Regions from separate parts of the Sus scrofa genome. Here regions 2 and 3 are each linked to region 1. A link is a contact called in public HiChIP or PLAC-seq and promoter capture Hi-C data. All regions are on one chromosome and are shown on one strand. Each heading gives the region's core, a stretch centred on a gene start, on an enhancer-like site or on the middle of the called end of the contact. The rest is flanking DNA. Distances are from core to core; before and after follow the strand shown. Region 1 holds the start of C13H3orf58 (deleted in autism protein 1). Region 2 has its middle 230 kb from the start of SLC9A9. Region 3 overlaps SLC9A9 (sodium/hydrogen exchanger 9).

The links. Promoter capture Hi-C pulls out the DNA fragments that hold promoters and counts their contacts. HiChIP or PLAC-seq counts read pairs in DNA pulled down with a chosen protein or histone mark.
Region 2: a contact with region 1 is called in a promoter capture Hi-C map of liver, with 6 times the contacts expected there. The contact joins the enhancer-like site here to the promoter of C13H3orf58 in region 1. A contact is called at or near these places in 1 of 5 promoter capture datasets (liver), 6 of 47 Hi-C or Micro-C datasets (embryonic fibroblasts, fetal liver, liver and 1 more) and 1 of 2 datasets of contacts at active chromatin or transcription factors (skeletal muscle).
Region 3: a contact with region 1 is called in an H3K27ac HiChIP or PLAC-seq map of alveolar macrophages. The contact joins the enhancer-like site here to the promoter of C13H3orf58 in region 1. A contact is called at or near these places in 8 of 47 Hi-C or Micro-C datasets (alveolar macrophages, brain, embryonic fibroblasts and 4 more) and 2 of 2 datasets of contacts at active chromatin or transcription factors (alveolar macrophages and skeletal muscle).

Annotation. Positions count from the first base shown.
Region 1 is chr13:84,632,897-84,637,643 of Sscrofa11.1, forward strand. C13H3orf58 (deleted in autism protein 1) reads left to right here and starts at 1,820. Exons shown (of 3, transcript XM_013982111.2): 1 at 1,820-2,736. The coding sequence starts at 2,080. SLC9A9 (sodium/hydrogen exchanger 9) reads right to left here and starts at 3,982. Exons shown (of 19, transcript XM_021071131.1): 1 at 3,666-3,982.
Region 2 is chr13:84,866,614-84,871,360 of Sscrofa11.1, forward strand. No RefSeq gene overlaps it. Among named protein-coding and RNA genes, the nearest start is that of SLC9A9, 230 kb to the left of the region's middle. Within about 2 kb of position 2,433, at least 7 of the 83 cell types and tissues checked have an H3K27ac peak or open chromatin away from gene starts, as enhancers often do. A contact at or near this core is called in fetal liver and liver, where this site is marked.
Region 3 is chr13:84,448,449-84,453,195 of Sscrofa11.1, forward strand. The region is part of intron 7 of SLC9A9 (sodium/hydrogen exchanger 9); the gene reads right to left. Among named protein-coding and RNA genes, the nearest start is that of C13H3orf58, 180 kb to the right of the region's middle. Within about 2 kb of position 1,908, at least 9 of the 83 cell types and tissues checked have an H3K27ac peak or open chromatin away from gene starts, as enhancers often do. A contact at or near this core is called in alveolar macrophages, where this site is marked.

The sequences.
Region 1 (4,747 bases), core at 570-3,069:
AAAGCCCTTAGTTTCAGCATTTTTCTTAAGCAGTCACTTTGTACAGGCTTTGAAGACTAAATCTTCCAATTTGTCGTCAATCTAACATCATATAAAAGTCACTTCTGTGTTGAACACCTTAAATTGTATAAAGGTTTTCTTTTTTCAAAGTTTGAATTCTTATATCACGAAGGTCAAAATACTGACTTCAACAGTACTTCTCAAGAGAATGGCTCTGCCTTTTACAAACAGGTGTTGAGAACAATAGAAGTCAATTTAATAATCCAATATATAGATGTTTCTCATTTAGCTACTCTTGAGTTCATTCATGCAGGCCAGTTCATTGGTCTTCTAAAAGTCATCATTCAATCGCTATCATTAACTCAGTTAAAACTCAGATATTTAATACTGTATCAGGAATCACTTATCCAACAGAAAAACTACTCATTTTAATTATTCCAGCGCAAAAACTAAACAGCATTAAAATTACATGTCCCAGCTACTGTGGAGTCTGGGTCCCCTAAAACTTCTACCAAAACGAGGCGCTGTAGTTCCGCATTTCCGAGCTATTTTTGTAGTCGTGGCGCGAACTTGAGCCAAGGTGCCGGTGTGGAGCACAGGCTGCCCCGGGTCCCCAAGGGTACCGCCACAGCGACGCGGCGTGGCCCGCGGGGCAGGCCCGAGCGTGGGGGGAAGGGCGGGGCGCATAGCCGCACGCCGGAGACCCTCACGGTAGGCAGGCGCGAGGACGCCAACATCCTTGGGGAAGAAGAAAAAAAAAAAAAAAGGCTTCGGCGCCGGGCTGGGAAAGACTAGCCAACCGCTCGTTTCCTCATCTAGGCAGTGTTTGGCACAACTCAAAGTGACACCAGGCCGCGTCAGTTCCCTCTTCAGCCTACTTTCCCCTTTTTATCATGGTGTGTGGCGGACTTCGTTTTCTCCGTGCCCACTCAGGATACTTTAAAATGCCTCCACAGAAGTAGCTGACGCCAAAGGTGAAGCATCTCCCCTCAAACAATCCAGCCACACCTCGCGCCCTTCCACCTCCTCTCTGCAGGCCCGCCCCCAAGCGGAGGCGCGCGGGCCCAAAGACAAGAAATCCCTCCCTGGCCTCGCCTCATCCCGCCCCCAGGCGCGCGCCCCACCCCTATAAGGCGCAGTGAACACGACGCCCCGCCCACTCCGCCTACACCCTGCGGGCGCCTTGCGGGTGCCCTGCGGAGGCGAAGGATTGCACTAGGGTTCCGCAGTTTTTTTTTTTCCGACTTAGAAGACGCTTTCCACAATGACAAAAGACAGCCCCCAACAAAGTCAACGATCATAAAAAAGCAACTATTACTAAAAGTCATTTCTCCACAGGAGCTCGCGAGTTTACCCTGCCTCTAGAAGCTCGAGCCCCGCCCCTCGGAGTGGGCCCCCAAAGCCACCCCCAAGAGCCCGCGATTACGCTTTCCGGGCGGTACGCCACACGCTCGCTCCGCCCCTCCAGCCCCGCCCCCAGCCCCCTCGCCCTCCCTCCGGGGAGTCGGCGCGCAAGAACTGGGGCGTGTGGCGTCAGGGACGCGCGAGCACCTCATCCTTCCCACCTTCCTACACAGTTGCTACTTTTCGATGTTTGACATTCCAGCTTCTCTTCCCCTTCCGTGAGTCCCTGCTTCCCTCTTCTCAGACACCCCGCTCGCTCAGGAGGCGGACGCCGCCGCCGCAGCTCTCGCGCCCCAAGCTAGCTATACGCGTGCGCGCACACGGGCGGACGCGGGCGCGCGGGCGTTGGGTCCCCGCGCTCCCTCCGCCTCCCGCTGCTGTATAACTTGACTGGCTAGGAGGAGGCGCTGCCGGAGTCGGAGGGCGGGGAGCTCGGAGGAGGGAGCTCGAGAGTTGTGGAGACTAGTGACTGGGAGAAGTCGCAGCCTGCTCCGGTCGGTTCCTTCCAGCTCCCCGTCTCTCTTACACACCTACTCCGCTTCCCGCCCCAGCCCGCGCCCTCGCTCCTTCACTCGCCCGGGGGCCCCCTGCCGGTCGCTCCCCGGGTTTCGGCGCGGCGGGGGCGCCCCGGGGGTGCCCTCGCCCTCCGGGTGCGGGGGACGGGCGGCGGGCGGGATGTGGCGCCTGGTGCCCCCGAAGCTGGGCCGCCTGTCCCGCTCGCTGAAGCTGGCGGCGCTGGGCAGCCTGTTGGTGCTGATGGTGCTGCACTCGCCGTCGCTGCTCGCCTCCTGGCAGCGGAACGAACTGGCCGACCGGCGCTTCCTCCAGCTCAATAAGTGCCCGGCGTGCTTCGGTACGAGCTGGTGCCGCCGCTTCCTCAACGGGCAGGTGGTGTTCGAGGCGTGGGGCCGCCTGCGCCTGCTGGACTTCCTTAACGTGAAGAACGTCTACTTCGCGCAGTACGGCGAGCCCCGCGAGGGCGGCCGCCGCCGAGTGGTGCTCAAGCGCCTTGGCTCGCAGCGCGAGCTGGCGCAGCTCGACCAGAGCATCTGCAAGCGGGCCACCGGCCGGCCCCGCTGCGACCTGCTCCAGGCCATGCCCCGCACCGAGTTCGCGCGCCTCAACGGCGACGTGCGGCTGCTCACGCCCGAGGCGGTGGAGGGCTGGTCCGACCTGGTGCACTGCCCCTCGCAGCGTCTGCTCGACCGCCTGGTGCGCCGATACGCCGAGACCAAGGACTCGGGCAGTTTCCTGCTTCGCAACCTCAAGGACTCGGAGCGTATGCAGCTGCTGTTGACCCTGGCCTTCAACCCCGAGCCGCTGGTGCTACAGGTAGGCACGAAACCCCGGAGGGGGGCATCCTGCCCGGAGGGCCACCCAGGTTACGGGAGTCGGGAGCAGCGGCCCCGCCCGCACCGGTCCTCCTGTCAGGACCTGGCCCCCGGGGGGCCAGGCGGCGGGCTTGGGAAAGGAACGGCGCTGGGGACCCCCGGGCGCGGTGCGGGATCGTGGAGGGCGACCCAGCTGGTGGCGAGGCTTGCTCTTGTCACCTAGACGCGGGCGCATCTCGGTTCTGATTGCGGATCTTTCAACGCCAGAGGGAGCGCGTTTGGTCTGGTACGCTCCCAAAATGTCTCTCCGGCGAGTTTCCTTCGGCTCTCCTCCTTGCCTTTCTGCTTTGCTCGCCGGGCTTGCACTTCCTCGGCGCAGTCTGTTTAGGAAGACCTTAGTTCTTAAGTGTTTCTATACCGCTTTGCTTTCCCCTTTAGTACCCCTCGTGACTGGCTTAACTTCGGCCCCAAAGTCTCTTTGTTTTATCCCTTAGCTCATTCACCTGGCGAATCATTTGGGGTGGCAGATTTGGGGACAAACTCGGGAGGATGAGGTTAGAGTATGGAAACTGTGGTCCGGATGGGGCTAATCCCTGAGGCCTGCTTTAGGTGTTAGATTAGAAAGAGAAAAAAAAGTAAGGCGTCGTTGGACTTGGGGCTGCGAGGGTTTAAGGCCAAATCGGGCATTTTCATCCTGATCCTGTGACCTGCTCTGTTCATCTGGTAATTTGACTGCAGGAGGAGACGAAATGTTAGGCCAGGGCTGGAAATGGAGAGACTAGAGTCACCTTTCTCCTGTTTGACTTAGTGGCTCTCTCGTGACTTTATTTTGAAGACAAAGGAGCTTTTTCGGGGAGTAGGTTGGAATCTTTTTACTGGTGGTGACAGCTAAGAGGAAAACACCCCGCCCCCCAAAAAAACCCTGCTTACCTTGGGAAAAGTTACGGAGTTTATACACATTCCCACTCGTCTTTAATGCAGTGTCCTTGGATAGTGGTTGCAACTTTGGTGCTGTGATCTCTTATGATATTCCCAGGGAAAATAACCTTCCTTCTTTTCCATACCAGTTGTGCTGTATTGCCAATACAAAGGGGAAAGAATGACTTAAAATTAATCACAAGTAATTTGGTGTACTTCACAGCCTCTTTGCGCTGCTAAGAATGTCACTGGGAGATTTGTATTTTTTAAAATCTGAAGTGTGTGAATAGGAATGTGCAGAATTCAATGATACTGTTTGCTTTTCTCAAGTTCTCTGCTGCCCAACTTAGCTAAGAGAAATGAGCATAGTGTGATTAGTTCAGTCACATAATTTTAACGCAAATATTTTGCTTTGAAGAAAACTGTAATGTGGGTCCTGATAAATTTTAAAGCGTCTTAGGATGTACAGATTGTGTATAAAATGCTGCTCTCTTTAACGGTGTATGCAAAACTGGTTTAACTTCCCTCAGAGTAATTACTTTATTTCTTCCTTTCAAAACTAGTCAGCCTCTAAAGCTTAGGTCCATATTTATGATATATACATTTGATTTGACACTTTCTTTTTCTTTTTCTTTTTTTATTTAAGTTGCCTTTTCTCTTTGAGAAAGATGTTTGTGTTAGCAAGGTTGGTCCCTGGAGAAAGCTCTAGCAGTTTGGTTTGTTATATAGAGTGTGTCAAATTCTCTGGGACCTAAGAATTTAGTGAGGAGCTATCTTAGTGATACACATTTTCTGCACCTATAATAGTGGCTGCATATTGACACATTATCAGGTAATTCAGCTAATATTAGAACCAATATCTTTAGAGAGTTTTATATATCCAGTTCTATAAACATATGGCACTTTAAGGAACTTATAAGGAATTAAGGTATTTGATTTGTATGAAGGTAAATCTGCTTTATTTGGGAAGCTTATGTGTTTTTGAAATTTGAAGTATTAGCATCTTCAGTTTACTTTACAGTTGAGGTAGTAAAGTGAGCTTGTATCTTTTCTTATTAACTCTTCCCTTAAACTTTTTCTTTCTCTGTTTTCAT
Region 2 (4,747 bases), core at 1,183-3,682, 230 kb after region 1:
TAATTAGTATAGACTAGATATTTTGATTTACATTTATCCAGTCATTATTAAGGTTGTCATCTTGTGTATTTATTATTGCTTTTTTCCATAAATGTCCACATTGTAACTGGTTTTTATAACAATTATTTCCTAAATGCTTTTCTAATAGTTGTATGGTTTTGTTTTACACTGTCACACTGCTAAACCACTGGACCCTAGTTTTGAATAAGGCATGAGGCAGAGGGGGTCTAGTTTTACTTATTTTCCAAATAATTAGCATATTCTTCCAATACTAGTTATGGACCAAATAATTAACCCACTAATTTAAATTGCCACCTTTATGATATTAAAAAAAAATCTCATATCTAGGTTAGTATCAGGATTCTTTTTTTTTTTCTTTTTAGGGCCACACCCAAGGGATATGGATGTACCCAGGCTTGGGGTGGAATTAGAGCTGTAGCTGCCAGCTTATGCCACAACCACAGCAACAACACTGAATCCTTAACCCACTCTGTAAGGCCAGGGATCGAACCTGTGTCCTCATAGATACTAGTCAGATTCGTTTCCACTGAGCCACAATGGGAACTCCGGGATTCTCTTTCATTCTATCTGAACAAGAAACTTCCCCGTGGGCTAGTTTTCTATGTGTTAGGGATTATAAGGAACACACATTCTCCCCAGAAGAAATAGCCCGTTCATAGGCTCATAGCCATGGGGCAAGTGTTTTTATGACATAAAAATTTTAGTGTGGTTGGAGATTTAAGTTTAAGAAAGAAAAATTATTAGGAAGTCATTAGCAAAAATCAATGAAAAAATTACTATAAATAAAACACAACTCTCTAACAAGAACTTAATATTTATCCATCTCAATTTTTGTTCATCCATACTTGGACTTATTTTAGCTCTTCATTATCTGCATAGAGGCCAATATATTTAAGTTCAGTGTTTTCTTTATACTTTTTAAAAAATTTTTTGGTCTTTTTAGGGCCACTCCTGCAGCATATGGAAGTTCCCAGGCTAGGGATCAAATCGGAGCTGCAGCTGCCAGCCTATACCACAGCCACAGCAACACCAGATCTGAGCTTCATCTGTGACCTGCACCACAGCTCACAGAAATGCTGGATCCTTAACCCACTGAGTGAGGCTGAGGTTCGAACCTGAATCCTCATGGATACCAGTCTGGTTCGTTACTTCTGAGCCACAGTAGAACTCCCTTAAGTTCCATGTTTTAAGAAGACTTTGCCTTTAACTCATGATTGTTAGCTTCTCAAAGTAATTATATGTCTGCAATTTTCCTCTCTCTCTTTGGGGAGAAGAAAGGCTGACAAAAAAAAAAAAAAAAGTTCTGAGATTTTGTTGTTTACATCTAATCTTCCAGAATTTTTCAGTTTCTTTCTTTTTTTTTTAAAGAGTCCTAGCAGAACTTAAACATAAATCATGTGACAGTGGGAGGGCAGGCATACATGCAGATAGAAATTATATGTTACAGTTTTTGTCATTAATTTTTCATCCTTAATCTTAACTTTTTTGTGAAACAAATGCAAACCTAGAACCCTGCATGCTGACATGTCCAAATATTGGCTATTACACTTAGATCTTTCCAACACAGTTATCAACACTAATTTGAATAAACAAACAAACTCCAAACCCACAACTCACTTTTTTTTTTCTTGGTTAAAAAAAAAAAAGAGTTCCTTTCATGACTCGGCGGTAACGAACTCGACTATTATCCATGAGGATGCCGGTTCGATCCCTGGCCTCGCTCAGTGGGTTAAGGATCTGGCAATGCCATGAGCTGTGGTGTAGGTTGCAGATGCTGCTTGGATCCCACACTGCTGTGGCTTTGGTGCAGGCTGGCAGCTACAGCTCCAATTCAGCCTCTAGCCTGGGAACTTCCATATGCCTTGGGTGTGGCCCTAAAACAACAAAAACAAAACAACAGAAACGGAAAAACATCGTTCTCTTTTTGCTCACTCTTTTCCTATTTCCCTCTTGTCAGGTATCCAAATAGCTGCAGGCAAGAAAAACACCTTCAAAAGTTATTTTGATATAAATCAGCATCACTTCCATGGTTTAACCATTAAAATGTAGTTAAAATGTCATACTTACTTTTAAATTGCTGATTCAGGTTCACATATCTCAGTGTAATCTGAGTTTTTCAAAAACATCATGCCACCCCATACCAAACAGACAAAAAAAAAGTTTCAGATTTACTAATAAAATGAACACGTTGTTCTACAACTCCAAAATATTTTCTGAAAGTAATTTAAGTTCCTTTTTATTTGTTGAAAGGTTGACGTTTAATGGTATTTCCTTTCCAGGTATGGTGCATAGATTCCTAGGAAAATAGCATAAGGGAAATGTGAGAGAATGCTGTTTATAATGATTGGTAGCTTCAAAGCCCTGCATTGGAACACCATGTAAATATGCCAAATTGACTGTTGCAGAAATAGACAACTTGTTGTGAAATTTTGGACATTTTCCACATCTAATGGTGCCAGACCCTGGAGGGGGTGGACATTCTGGTCCATGAGCAAGTAAACAAGTCAATAGAAAAACTGATGGTTGGAAAGACTGACCTCTGAACAATGGTATCTCTGGGCTCCTCAGAGGGTCAGCTGGGTTTGGGAAATATTTTAGTTGTCCCTGTAACATGTAACCTTGGGTGCTGATCAAAGTGCTTTGTTTTGGTACATAAAGCTCAACCTCTGAGATGGTGCCAAACATTTTGCTATCATGGCACGTGGGGTATTAGCCAACAATGCTGGCTTGAGAAATCCAAGTATTTCTCTAAAGTAGAGAATTTGCCTCTTAATTTCACCCTCCTGGTTCTGGGTAGTAAAAATTCTATGACTAGTTTCTTTCCTGAAACTACTGGGTTTTTTGTTTATTGGTTTGCTAGGCTTGGAAAAGAATTAAGGAGCAAACTTTTCAATACTGAGTTGCTTGGTGAGTCCAGGGGAGACAATGACTCTGTTGAAATAAAAAATTATAAAAAGACTCCACGAAGACCACTGCTGTGAGTCCCAAATAGTCGAGTTGCAGCTTAGGTTGAAGGTTTGGGGGTGTCTGACACTTGCTTTTCACGTTTCTATTTATAAAAGGAAGGCAAACAGGCTGTGATGTTTCTTGTTTTCTGGAAAAGTATTAGAACCTTCTTAATTATGGTAGAGTGAACATGGCAGGAAAAGGAAAAATATAATTTTAAGTATAATGGTGCATGCTGGAAACACAGATTGGCAACATATGGGGTTTTGGCATCTGGACAGAAGCCTTCGTAACCATCTGCTTCTCAGAGGTTATTTTGGCATTTTTTGCAGCAATTCCAATGATTCACAGGACTGGGCTAAGGGTGTTAGCAAGCAGCTAAAGAGGGCACAGGTACATAAAGGCAGTTACCGGGTCTACTGTCCACACATTAATTTCATTGTTGTGGGTATTGTCACTTTAAGATGGTCTATGTGCCAGTACTTCATTGTGATGGTAGCAGATGTTCCTTCATGCTAATACTTTTTTTCCCAATTTTATTCACCCAGTGACACTCATTTTTCGCCTTCAGAATTAATTTGGTATATCACCTCCCCTGGCTGTGGAGATGTGAGGAATATGTGAAGGGACTTGTGTTTTTGTGTGCTCTGCTGCTAGTGCTAAATTGTGGACCTAGTTGGTAACCTCCAATTCTCCCCGACTTTCTCATTCTACCAATGTTCCCTGGGAATTTTGGGAGTTACAGCATGGTATTTAATAATAAGTGTGATATCAAGTAATATTCTAATAAGAACTCACATGCATAGTCATTTAGCAAGGACCTTTGCGGTTAATCATAAAGTAAAACATGATGCATTATAAATTGAAAATCTGTTATCAATTTTAAAAAATTGAAGTATAATTGATTTACAATATTGTACTAGTTTCAGGTATATGGCAAAGCGATACAGTTACACATATGTATGCATGTGTGTATACATATATTTTTTCATATTCTATTGTATTATAGGTTATTACAAGATACTGATTGAATATAGTTCCCTGTGCTATACAATAGGTCCTTGTTGTTTATTTATTTATTTTATAAATGTGATGCAAGCAGAGGTTTTTTTTTTTTAATTAATTTTTTTTTCCTTTTTAGGGCTGCACATGCAGCATATGGAGGTTCCCAGACTAGGGCTCCAGTCAGAACTGTAACCGCCACCCTACGCCACAGCTCATGGTGACACCAGATCCTTAACCCACTGAGTGAGGCCAGGGATTGAACCTGCATCCTCATGGATGCTAGTCAGGTTCATTAACCGCTGAGCCATGGGAACTCCTGTTTATTTTATATATAGTAGAGTGTATATGTTAATCCCAAATTCCTAATTTATCCCTCCATTCCTCCTGTCCCCTTAGGTAACCATAAGTTTGTTTTCTATGTCTGTGGGTCTGTTTCTGTTTTGTAAATAAGTTAATTTGTATCTTTTTTTTTTAGCTTCCACATATAAGTGGTATTATATTTGTCTTTGTCTGACTTACTTCATTCAGTATGATAATTTCTTGGTCCATCCATCTTGCTGCAAATCACATTATTTCATTCTTTTTATGGCTGAGTAATATTCCATTGTATATATGCATCACATCCTCTTTATCTATTCATCTGTTGATGGACATTTAGGTTGCTTCCAGATCTTGGCTATTGTAAATAGTGCTGCTTTGAACATTGGGGTGCATATATTTTTTCAAATTCATGTTTTTATCTTTTCTGGATATATCAGTCTTTATCAATTTTGCA
Region 3 (4,747 bases), core at 658-3,157, 180 kb before region 1:
ATTCTCCACTCTAGCTGAGCAGGGCTCAACTTTCCATGAATGCCCTTTGCTTTGGTAGCATAAAATCTTAGTGAGCCATGCTCTCTATTTCCTTTGAACTTTATATTTTTCCATAAAAGTTTTATATCCAAACATAGAACATTATATTTCTTGTGAAGGCACTTAAGTTATCTGGGTACATATTCATTGTTACTGGTTTCAAAATATCGGAAAGTGTAACTGAGAAGGCTAGCAAGTGAGCCCCTCTAAGCTTGACTTAATTCTCTATTATGTTTTCCTTTTGGAGCCATAGGTTTTATACCATATTTTGAGTCCCCCTTTTTAAATGCAATCTCTTACCTTGATATCTCTGAAGATATTTTGTAATTCCTACCTATGGTAGATTATTTGCAAAGATGACCACAATAACTCTTCCCATCCCTATATGCCTACCCCTTTGTAATGTGACTTTATCACACCCTGCATCTAGAACTGGAGCCTATTTCCTCATGCCTTAAATCTTGGCTGCTTTCATGACACTTTGACCAATGCAATGCACTGAAAGTGATATTGCAGGACTTCTGGGACTGAGCCTTCAGAGTCTTGCACTACTGTTCCCATCATCTTGGAATGTTGCCTTGAGACCACCAAGAGAAAAGGCCAGGACTAGCCTCCTGGAGCTGAGAGTTTGCACAGAACAGAGCTGAGTTCCCTAGACCAACCAGCTAACAGTCACAATTAGCTACCAAACATCTGAGTGCTCCTACATTGGACCATCCAACTCCTGTCAAGCCCCAATGACTGTGGCGACATGAGAGACCTCGGATGAGAACCACAGAACTGCCTAGCTGAGTGTGATCTAAATTCTTGAGCCACAGAATTGTGAAGTAATAAAACAGCTGTTGTCTTACATCATTAAGTTTAGGGAGTGGTTTCTTATATAGCAATTGATAACTGATATATTTTCCTTATTATCTTTTTAACCTTTTATCTGCACAGGCTATGGGGTGTGTGTGTGTGTGTGTGTGTGTGTGTATGCACGCGCACACGCGAGCGTGCATGCACATGTGCATGTGTGTGTAGAAGCTGAGCTACATTTACTGTAGCTCCTCCATCATATTTTGGTCAAATTAAGAAAAATGTTTGACTTTGTGCCCCAGGGTGCTGAAAAATGAAGGTAAACTAGGTAATTCCAAGACTTGAATATTTAATTTAAAAGGAAACCCATAGTTAGAACCTTTAGGATAAGTTGTTTCATGATGATATGGATCAGGTGAATGTTTTTTCAGAATAGAGTATGTTTCAATTATTTTTATACTTTTTATTATTACACATTTCTCTTTTTTCATGTCAACCATCTCTCATATCATTTTGTTCCTTCTACATGACTTTCAACATTTCCCTTCCTAATTTGGAGTTAGATTTTATCTGCTTTCCTTTTTGAGTCTTTCAGAATTTGTCCTGTCATTCTGATTCTCGACAAGGTTGTGACAGAGGGACTAAATTGGTGTCTAACATATGTGGCTGTGACGACTTTACTTCCTTTATCTCCAAACTACCTCTCTGATGTTTTCACAGTCCCCTCCATTCTATCTTTTGTTTCTTTTCTTCATAAACTTTACTCTCCTCTCTGCTGCAGGAAACGAGCCCATGCCTGCTGTGATATGGATATGAGAAACCACACCGCTAAGCAGCTCAGGCTGTACTTGACAGATTAGAGATTATTTTATTTTCTTATTTGGCTGTGTCAGGGCAGTGGTGTATTTATTTTTCTCTTTGATGCCAGTGACAACTATTACTATGCCAGCTCTGAATCCAGAGAGTAAATGAGTGAGAGGAGAGTGGGGCCTTTTAGTCTGACTCAACACAGGCCCGTCCCCCCCGCCCCCCGCTGCCGCCTCCCCAGCTCTGCTGTGTTGCAGTCTACTGAAAATGGAATCTCAGAGAACAGCAGACCGGAGTCTCAGAGAACAGAGAGAAAAACATGGTTGGGAAGGAGGGGAACAGAGAAGGGAGAAAGAAGGGAGAAGGTGAAGATAGGAGAAAGGAAAAATATAGGGCTTTGTGGTTGATAAGAATTAACCAGGGGATACTGGCAAATACACTCTTGGTGCCTTTGTATCTCTGCTACTGCCTGCCAGTCGGAGTTATTCTTACTAACACATACACAAAGTGAAACAATAGAAGAGTCAGGTTTCCCAGAAATTGAAGTAAGCAGTATAATCGAGCTGCTTAAACTTATAAAACTATTAAATAGCTCCTTCCACTTATTTTTTCTTTTGCTTTCCTTCTAATATAATTGATACATGAAAGAGAATGTAGAGAAGACATACGCAAGTTACAAATTATAACAGTATATTGAATACCTGGAAACCCACTCCAAGCCATGAGCCAGAATATTACCAATAACTTATCCCTTTCTGTGTGTTTCTTTCCATCACATTCTTTTCCCTCTTTTCCAGAAATTACCACATTGCTGAATTTTTTTTTAATTCCCTTATTTACTACACACACATATGCACATATGCATTCTCACCTGTATGCATGCATGCTTATACAATATTGTTTAATTTTCATAGTTTACAAACATTATAAAAATGAGGTTATGACAGACCACTGTAAACCAGCTATAATGGAAAAAAATCATTTTAAAAATGAGGTTATATTACATGTAATTTTATGGGGCTTGATTTGTTGATCTTTATAAATATATATATATATTTTTCCCCCCACTATACAGCAAGGGGATCAAGTTATCCTTACATGTATACATTACAATTACATTTTTTCCCCACCCTTTGTTCTGTTGCAACATGAGTATCTAGACAAAGTTCTCAATGCTACTCAGCAGGATCTCCTTGTAAATCTATTCTAAGTTGTGATGATAAGCCCAAGCTCCCGATCCCTTCCACTCCCTCCCTCTCCCTCCCTCCCTCTCCCATCAGGCAGCCACAAGTCTTTTCTCCAAGTCCATGATTTTCTTTTCTGAGGAGATGTTCATTTATGATTTGTTGATCTTATGTTTCCAAGATTCACCTACATTGTCATAAGCAATTTTATTTCATTGCTCTCCACTGCTGTGCAATATTATATAATATAAATTTATTTTCCTTTTAATGAAATGTTTTTGCTATTTTGAACAATGTTGCTACTAATATTTTTTATACCTGGTATACATGTGCATATGGTTATAAGGTATACAAATATGTTCAAAGTATATAAGAATGTATTTATAAATGTTAAAGCTATATACTCATAAATATATACATTGGAATAAATTTCTATTCAAGAGTAAAACACTAATAATAGAAAAAATGCTCATGAAGATGGGTATCCTTTTAAGGTATAAAGACTTATTATAAAGCCATCATAATTAGGAGGGTATGTTTTTGGTGCAAGGATAGACTACAGACCAATCGGATAGAATGAGTACTTGAGAAAAAGAAACCACAACACATCGAACAGGGGACACAGTAGATTCTGGGGGAAAGTGGGGTTAAAAAACAAATGACGTTAGAATAATTAATTGTCCCTTTGAGGAGGAAAAATTCAATTAGATGTCTACTTCATATTATACACAAAAATCAATTCCAGAAAATGGGCTTACTGCAAAAGGCAGACTTTAAAACACTTTAGAAGAAAATGTCTTTCTGATTCTGGGCTATGGAAGAAATTATTAAATAAAATTTTAAAAATGCTAACCATAAAAGAAAAAAATTTATAAACTGACTACATTAATTTAAGAAATTCTGTTCATTAAGAGACATCATGAAAAAGTAAAAGCACAAGACACAAAGTGGGAGAAAATATTTGTGGCATATGTAACTAAATTCAGATTACCATGTAAAACATAAAGAAATCAAGCAAATAAATTAAAATATGATAAAACAACTGATTAGAAAAATGAAACAGAAACTTTGGTCAGGTGTTATATGAAAATATAATCAACTTCATTAACAGTCAAAGAAATACAAAACAGACCACAGTATAATTTCATTTCATACTGATTATGTTGCCAAAAAATTAAGAAGAAAAATTGGTATAACTACTTTGGAAATGATTTTACATTATTTTGTAAAAATGAGTATTTATTTTTAGACCCTACCACATGGCAGTTCCACTTCTAGGTATGGATACAGAGAGGCCAGCAAATCTGGGAACACAGACAAATATGTAATAGCTGGTTTATTTTTATTACATTATAGTATATGATAAAATAATGGCATGCGTATTTCCAGACTTTATTATGGCCACCCTGAATACAGTCTAGAGATTTCTTTAGTTCTAATTAAATATGGAGATATGTAAAATCCTTCCTTTCCCAACTCTCTGTTTAGGTTCTTGAAAAACATACTCGTTCTCCATCAACAGTAATTCCCATGCAAAGCTGAGGAAACAATGAAATCTATGAAGACTTTCTCCCATAAAAAATTTGTGGATAATTTAAGGGAGTTGGTTGCTTCCCTGAAGTCTTTCTATGCAGCTTCTAAGGGTCTGTTTCCTGGATTAAGAACTCTGCTCTAGGAGTTCCCTTTGAGGCTCAGTGGTTAACAAATCCAGCTAGGATCCGTAGGATGCAGGTTTGATCCCTGGCCTCGCTCAGTGGGTTAAGGATCCAGAGATGCTGTGAGCTGTGGTGTAGGTCACAGATGAAGCTCAGATCCTGCATTGCTGTGCTATAGGCTGGCAGCTACTGCTCCAATTCTACCCTAGCCTGGGAAATTCCATAAGCCACAAATGCAGTCCTAAAAAAAGCAAAAACAAAAAA